Regions from separate parts of the Oryctolagus cuniculus genome. Here region 1 is linked to region 2. The links are chromatin contacts, called in public Micro-C maps. All regions are on one chromosome and are shown on one strand. Each heading gives the region's core, a stretch centred on a gene start, on an enhancer-like site or on the middle of the called end of the contact. The rest is flanking DNA. Distances are from core to core; before and after follow the strand shown.

The links. Hi-C and Micro-C count contacts between places; a contact is called where the count stands out from the background.
Region 1: a Micro-C map of ear pinna shows a contact between it and region 2, with 5 times the contacts expected there. The contact joins the promoter of ENDOV here to the promoter of CHMP6 in region 2. A contact is called at or near these places in 2 of 6 Hi-C or Micro-C datasets (ear pinna and an unstated tissue).

The regions. Positions count from the first base shown.
Region 1 is chr17:1,929,167-1,931,866 of mOryCun1.1, forward strand. It overlaps ENDOV (endonuclease V), which reads right to left and starts at 1,383. Exons shown (of 9, transcript XM_051830611.2): 1 at 1,192-1,383; 2 at 670-841. The coding sequence starts at 1,247.
Region 2 is chr17:1,489,088-1,491,787 of mOryCun1.1, forward strand. CHMP6 (charged multivesicular body protein 6) reads right to left here and starts at 1,256. Exons shown (of 8, transcript XM_051830527.2): 1 at 1,097-1,256; 2 at 195-304. The coding sequence starts at 1,159.

The sequences.
Region 1 (2,700 bases), core at 133-2,632, 440 kb after region 2:
CGTGTCCGCTCCAAATCCACACGCTGGCCTGCTAACCCACGGTGACGGCACTGTGACGGGGCCTTGGGGAGGTGACCAGGTCACGCGAGGCCACAGCACGAAGCTGACAGGGCCACCTGGCCGAGGCCCTCACCACTGACCATGCTGGCACCCCGAGCTGACCGGGGAGGGAACCGAGAGGGGGGCTCCTGGCCCACACCGGGCGGTGGGGGGTGGGCAGGCGTCGGCCACGTGATGGAAGAGCAAAGCTGGGGAAAGACCGGGCAGCCAGACCCGAGTGGCCGAGCAGGGGGAGGGCGGGCGCCGGTGCTGGGCGCTGAGCCCGCAGGGTTAGGGCCGCAGGGCATTCACCACGTGACCCGACCCCTGGTAACCCCTGGCTTTCCAGGGACAGCGCTCTGCAGGGCAGGGGGCTGTGCCCAGGGGACGGATGCTGGTGGGCGTGAGGGGAAGGCAGGGGTCCTTCCCAGCGGGGGCACCCAGGGGTGTGCTGCCGCCGCCTCCGGGGTGAGGAGCCTTGACCACGCCAGACGCAGGCAAAGACCAGGAGGTGGAGCCTTGACCATCAGAGGATGCCCTTCGTGTCTCTGCCACTCAGAGGCCCCCGGCCACGCCACGCCGGGCCGGGCCGGCGAGGGTCCGGGCCCTGGGGCTGCGCCGCCCGGTTACCTGGAGCTCGGGGAAGCTGAGCACCACCAGGGACGCGCAGGCGCTGGCGCTGTCCCCTTTCACGAAGGACACGTCGGCGCCCCCGACCCTCCGCAGCCCCGAGAAGCCGGGGTCCCGCTGCCACGCCTCCGTGTCCCGGTCGACGACGCGGGCCCGCAGCCGGGCCTGCTCCCTAGGGGGGCGGACGGGTCACAGCGGGCCGCGGCCACTGCCAACCCCGCGCTCCCCTCCGCGCGACCTCCCTCCCACCCAAAGCGGGGCCTGCCCCGCCGCACCGCACCGCGAGGCGCCAGCGGACCCCGCCCACGCGCGCCCCGGACACGCGGGGCCGGAAGCGGGAACCACGCCGCCGGCGGACTACAACTCCCGAAGGCCCTTTCGCCCTGGCGCCGGAAGCGGTTCCCAGCCTCGGCCGCTCGCGTTCCGGCCGCGCCAACGCCACAGCCAGGGATACAGGGTCCGAGCGCCGGCGGACAGCAGCGTGGCCCCGGCCCCGCGCCCGCGTCTCCCGGATCCCAGTACCGTTTCCAGAGCAGCAGGGTTTCTTCCGGGGGCCGCTCCGCCGCCTTCTGGGCCATGGCTGGGCCCCGGTCGCCCTTCCGGAAACGTCACTTCCGGTGCCCCCGCGCAGGCGCCGCCTTCCTCGTTGTCATGGCGCCGCGGTGCCGGGACTTTCGTGGCGTGAACGCGGGGCCCTGTGCGGCCGCACACGCACGCCTCCGGCCCCGAGGCGACCCTGCGCGCCATGTGGCCTGGATCTGTTCGCCGCGGACGGCCGGGGCCGTGGCCAGCGAGAGCAGCCGCCGGACCGCCGATCCGGCCGCCCGTCCCACCCGGCGTCCCTGTCGCCGCCGCCTCGGCTGTGCCCCTGGCGGCCCCAGGCCCTGTGGGGAGCGCGCCGGGCAGCCCCTCTGGCTCCGGCTGGACCCCGCTCCCTCAGAGCAACGACAGCCAGCCGCGGCTCCCGGCCTCGGTGGCCCCCGGGGCCCCGGGTCTCCCTGCGCGCGGCTCACCGGGGCCGGATCTTGCTGCGCAGGGACCCTCGCGCGCCGAGGGAAGTGGGGCGCGTCTGGAGCTGGCAGACCCGGCCCGAGCTCCTCGGTTGAATGAGCCCGGCGCCCCCGTGGGGCCGACGCCGAGCCGGGCGCTGGGGTCACGGCTTCGTCTCGTGGCTTCCCGGCGCGTCAGTGATCAACAAGATTTATTTATTTATTGGAAAGAGAGAGGAGAGGCAGGGAGAGAGAGAGAGAGGTCTTCCATCCGCTGTTCACTCCCCAGATGCAGCCAGGAGCTCCATCCGGGTCTCCCACGCGGGTGCAGGGGCCCAAGCACCCGGGCCTCCTCCACTGACCTCCCAGCACATCAGCAGGGAACCGGGACTCGAACCCGCGCCGCAGGTGGCAGCGTAACTGACTGTGCCGCCACGCAGGTCCCGGTGATCCACACTGCCCCTCCCCGGAGCCTGCAGGAGGCTGAGCACCTCGCCCAAGGTCGCTGGGCTGGGACTGGGAGCCACGGGGCTCCCAGAGGCCCCGCTGGGTGGTCTGTGCCCACTTTGTTGTTACAGAGTGGCCAGGACCCAGGGGCCCTCAGGTGTGGTCACTCAGTCCCTCGCGGCCTGAGCTACCGGAGAGCTACTGGGGCTAACCCTCCCCTGAGTGCAGGTGTGAAGGCAGGGGCCAGGGTCTCCGGGCAGGGCAGCCCGTGCCCAGCAGGGGCCCTGATGGCCGCCCTGGCCCCTGATGTCTTTCCAGGACACTCCCTCGTGCTCCGAGGCGAGCAGGCAGCTGGTTCTGTGGCTCAGGCCGGTCCGCCTCCACCCAGCTTCCTGCTGGTGGCCTGGGGAAGGCTTGGGCGCCTGCACCCCCGTGGGAGGCCGAGGGTGGAGCTCCTGGCTCCCACCTGGCACAGCCCTGGCTGTCCTGGCCTTTGGAGTGAATCCCAGATGGAACAGCTCCTTCACTCTGCCTTTAAGTGAACACATACACAAACCCAAATTAAATAAGCGAGCAGAGCAGGCGTCCTCGGTGC
Region 2 (2,700 bases), core at 6-2,505:
CCTCACTCTTTCCGGCAGTCCCTCCCAGGCCCCGCCCCGCCCTCCTTCCCGCCCCCGCCCCGCCCTCCTTCCCGCCCCCGCCCCGTACTCCTTCCCGCCCCGCCCCTCACTCCTTCCCGCCCCTGCCCCGCCCTCCTTCCCGCCCCCGCCCCGCCCTCCTTCCCGCCCCGGCCCGCCCCCGGCCCGCCCCTCACTCCTTCCGGCCGTCCCGCAGCAGCTGCCGCGCCAGCGCCCGCTCCCGCTCCAGCTGCTGGGCGACCCTCCTCTGGTACTGCTTCAGCTTGTCGCGCTGCTGCTTCAGTTGCTGCGGGGAACGCCAGGTCAGCCCGGCCACCAGCAGGGGGCGCTGCCCGCAGGCGCCACCTGGTCCTGCGTCCTGGGCCAGCCCCAGCCGGGCACGGAGTCGCGCGCACGGCGGCGTGGCCCCCAGCCCTCCCCGGTCACGGGGGGCTGCAGGCCGGCTGCCCGCGAGGACCCACGGCGGCTCGGCCCTTCCCAGTGTCGCCGTCCGGATGCGGGGGGGGGGGGGCAGGCCCTGTCTCTAGCCGGGACCAGCGCGGGGGGCTGGGCGGGGCTCTGCGCCCTGCGCTGCGGCGGTGCCCACTCTGCCACCCCAGCCTTCAGAGGCCGCGTGGCCGGAGCCCGCGGGGGCCACGGCCTCGGGCTGGACACCGGGTCCTGTCTCAGGTCAGAGAGAGGCCCGAGGCAGGGGGCTTGGCTGCGGGCTCAGACCCCACCCGGGCTGCCCGCGCCCCGGGGCCCTGCACCCACGTGGGGGCCCGCCGGCTCCCGGCGGGGACCTGGGGCGGACCCGCGGACGGAAGCCGACCCCTCCGCCAGTCCCCCGGGAAAACGGGGGCGCCGGGCGGCCACACTGCCCCTTGGGGCGGGCGCCTGCCGGGCCTGCCCCCCAGCCCAGGAAACGCGTGACCGCCGCCCCTTCGGGGTGCGGGCACCGCCCTCCGCCCGCGCCACGGCCCTGGGGACCCCCGGGCGGCCGGCGCACGGGGTCCCCCACCTGCTGCCCCGCAGGACCGGACCAGGCCCCGGCCACGCCCACCGAGGCCTCCCGCCCGCGCCCGGGCCGGCCCCTCACCAGGATGGCCTTGTCCTGCTCGGTCACCCGGCTCTGCTTCTTGCGGCCGAACAGGTTGCCCATGACGGCGCCGCACGGCCCCGCGCCCCCGCCCGGCGCGCCCCGGCCCGGCTCGCCCGATCGCCGCCGCCTCGCGGCCGCCGTCGGAGGCGGAGCTCGGACGACGGCGGCCGCGCGGGGCCGTGCGCCGCGGAACGCGAAGTCGCGCGCCCGCCCGCCCCGGCGCGCCTCGGGTTCGAGTCCGCGGGCCGGGCGGGCGGCGGCGCGGGTCATCCGACGTGCTTTCTGCGCAGCCCAGCCCCGCAAAAGACCACGCTGGCCGAGACGGGCGGGCGGGTGTAGACAGATAGGAAGTTGAGTTCAAGTTCACGGCGCCGGCACCAGCAAGTGTCCACTGGACATTTTGGACTCAGAAGTATTTTTTTAAAATATTTATTTTATCTGTTTGAAAGACAGTTACAGAGAAAGGTAGAGACAGAGAGAGATTTTCCATCCTTCAGTTCACTCCCCAGATGGCCGCAATGGTTGGAGCTGCGCCAGTCCGAAGCCAGGAGCTTCTTCCGGGTCCCCCCCGTGGGTGCAGGGGCCCAAGGACTTGGCCATCCTCCACTGCTTTCCCAGGCCGCAACAGAGAGCTGGATCGGAAGTGGAGCAGCCGGGACTCGAACCTGTGAGCATATGGGATGCCGGCGCTTCAGGCCAGGGCTTTAACCCGCTGCGGCACAGCGCCAGCCCTGGACTCAGAACCGCGCGGCCGCTGCTTCTCCCACCGCAGCCGGGACTCCCGTCCCTGGGGGTCGGTGCCAGGGAGGCCAGCGGGGCTGCTGACCCCCTCGGGAGAGGACGCGGCCCCTTGCTTCCTCGTCCCTGGTTTCTGCCCGGGATCCACCCAGCCTCTGTCTAGACGCAGGGCCAGTTACGTGGGAGGGAGGGGTCCTCTGGCCCCCTGGAGCCCTCCCACCTCGCCTGCCCTGGGGCAGACCTGGGCGGGGCTGCGGGAAGGGTCTGTGGGCTCCTGGGGCCGCTCCCATCAGCCCCCGGGGTGTTCTGGGGCCCCGGGAACCGGCGGCCAGTGGGAGCCAGCGTGTTGTGTGGGCACTTGCGGCCGGGAGCAGGTGCATGTCCCCGGGGGGCCTGCGGCCGGAGCAGGTGCATGTCCCCGGGGGGCCTGGCTGAGAGCTGAGGCCCCGCCGCCTGCCCCCGCCTCGGGGGCTGCCGACTGTCAGCCTAGAGGTCTTGTTCCGTCACCCCGGGGAGCGGGAGCCCGGCCGTGGGGTGAGCGGGGCCCTGCAGGCTCGGCCTCCTGGCTTCGGCGCCCGGGTGTGCGGGCCGGCCTCCGCCATCTGGCCAGGACTCAGATTCCGAGTTTCCGTGGACCAGCAGTGAGACGGGGCCCAGCGCCCCCACCCCGGCCCCGGGCTCAGGGGTCCCTGCCCCAGCACAGCCCCCAGCCCAACTCCCCCAGAGCCCACCCCACACGGACCCGCGTCTCTGCCAACGCCTGCGCGCTGCGCGGAACTCGGCCAGGCTCCACCTGGTGCCCACTCTCGGTAGTACAGCTGGGAGCTACGCGAGGTTCTACACTTGTACAGGGTTGTAAAATA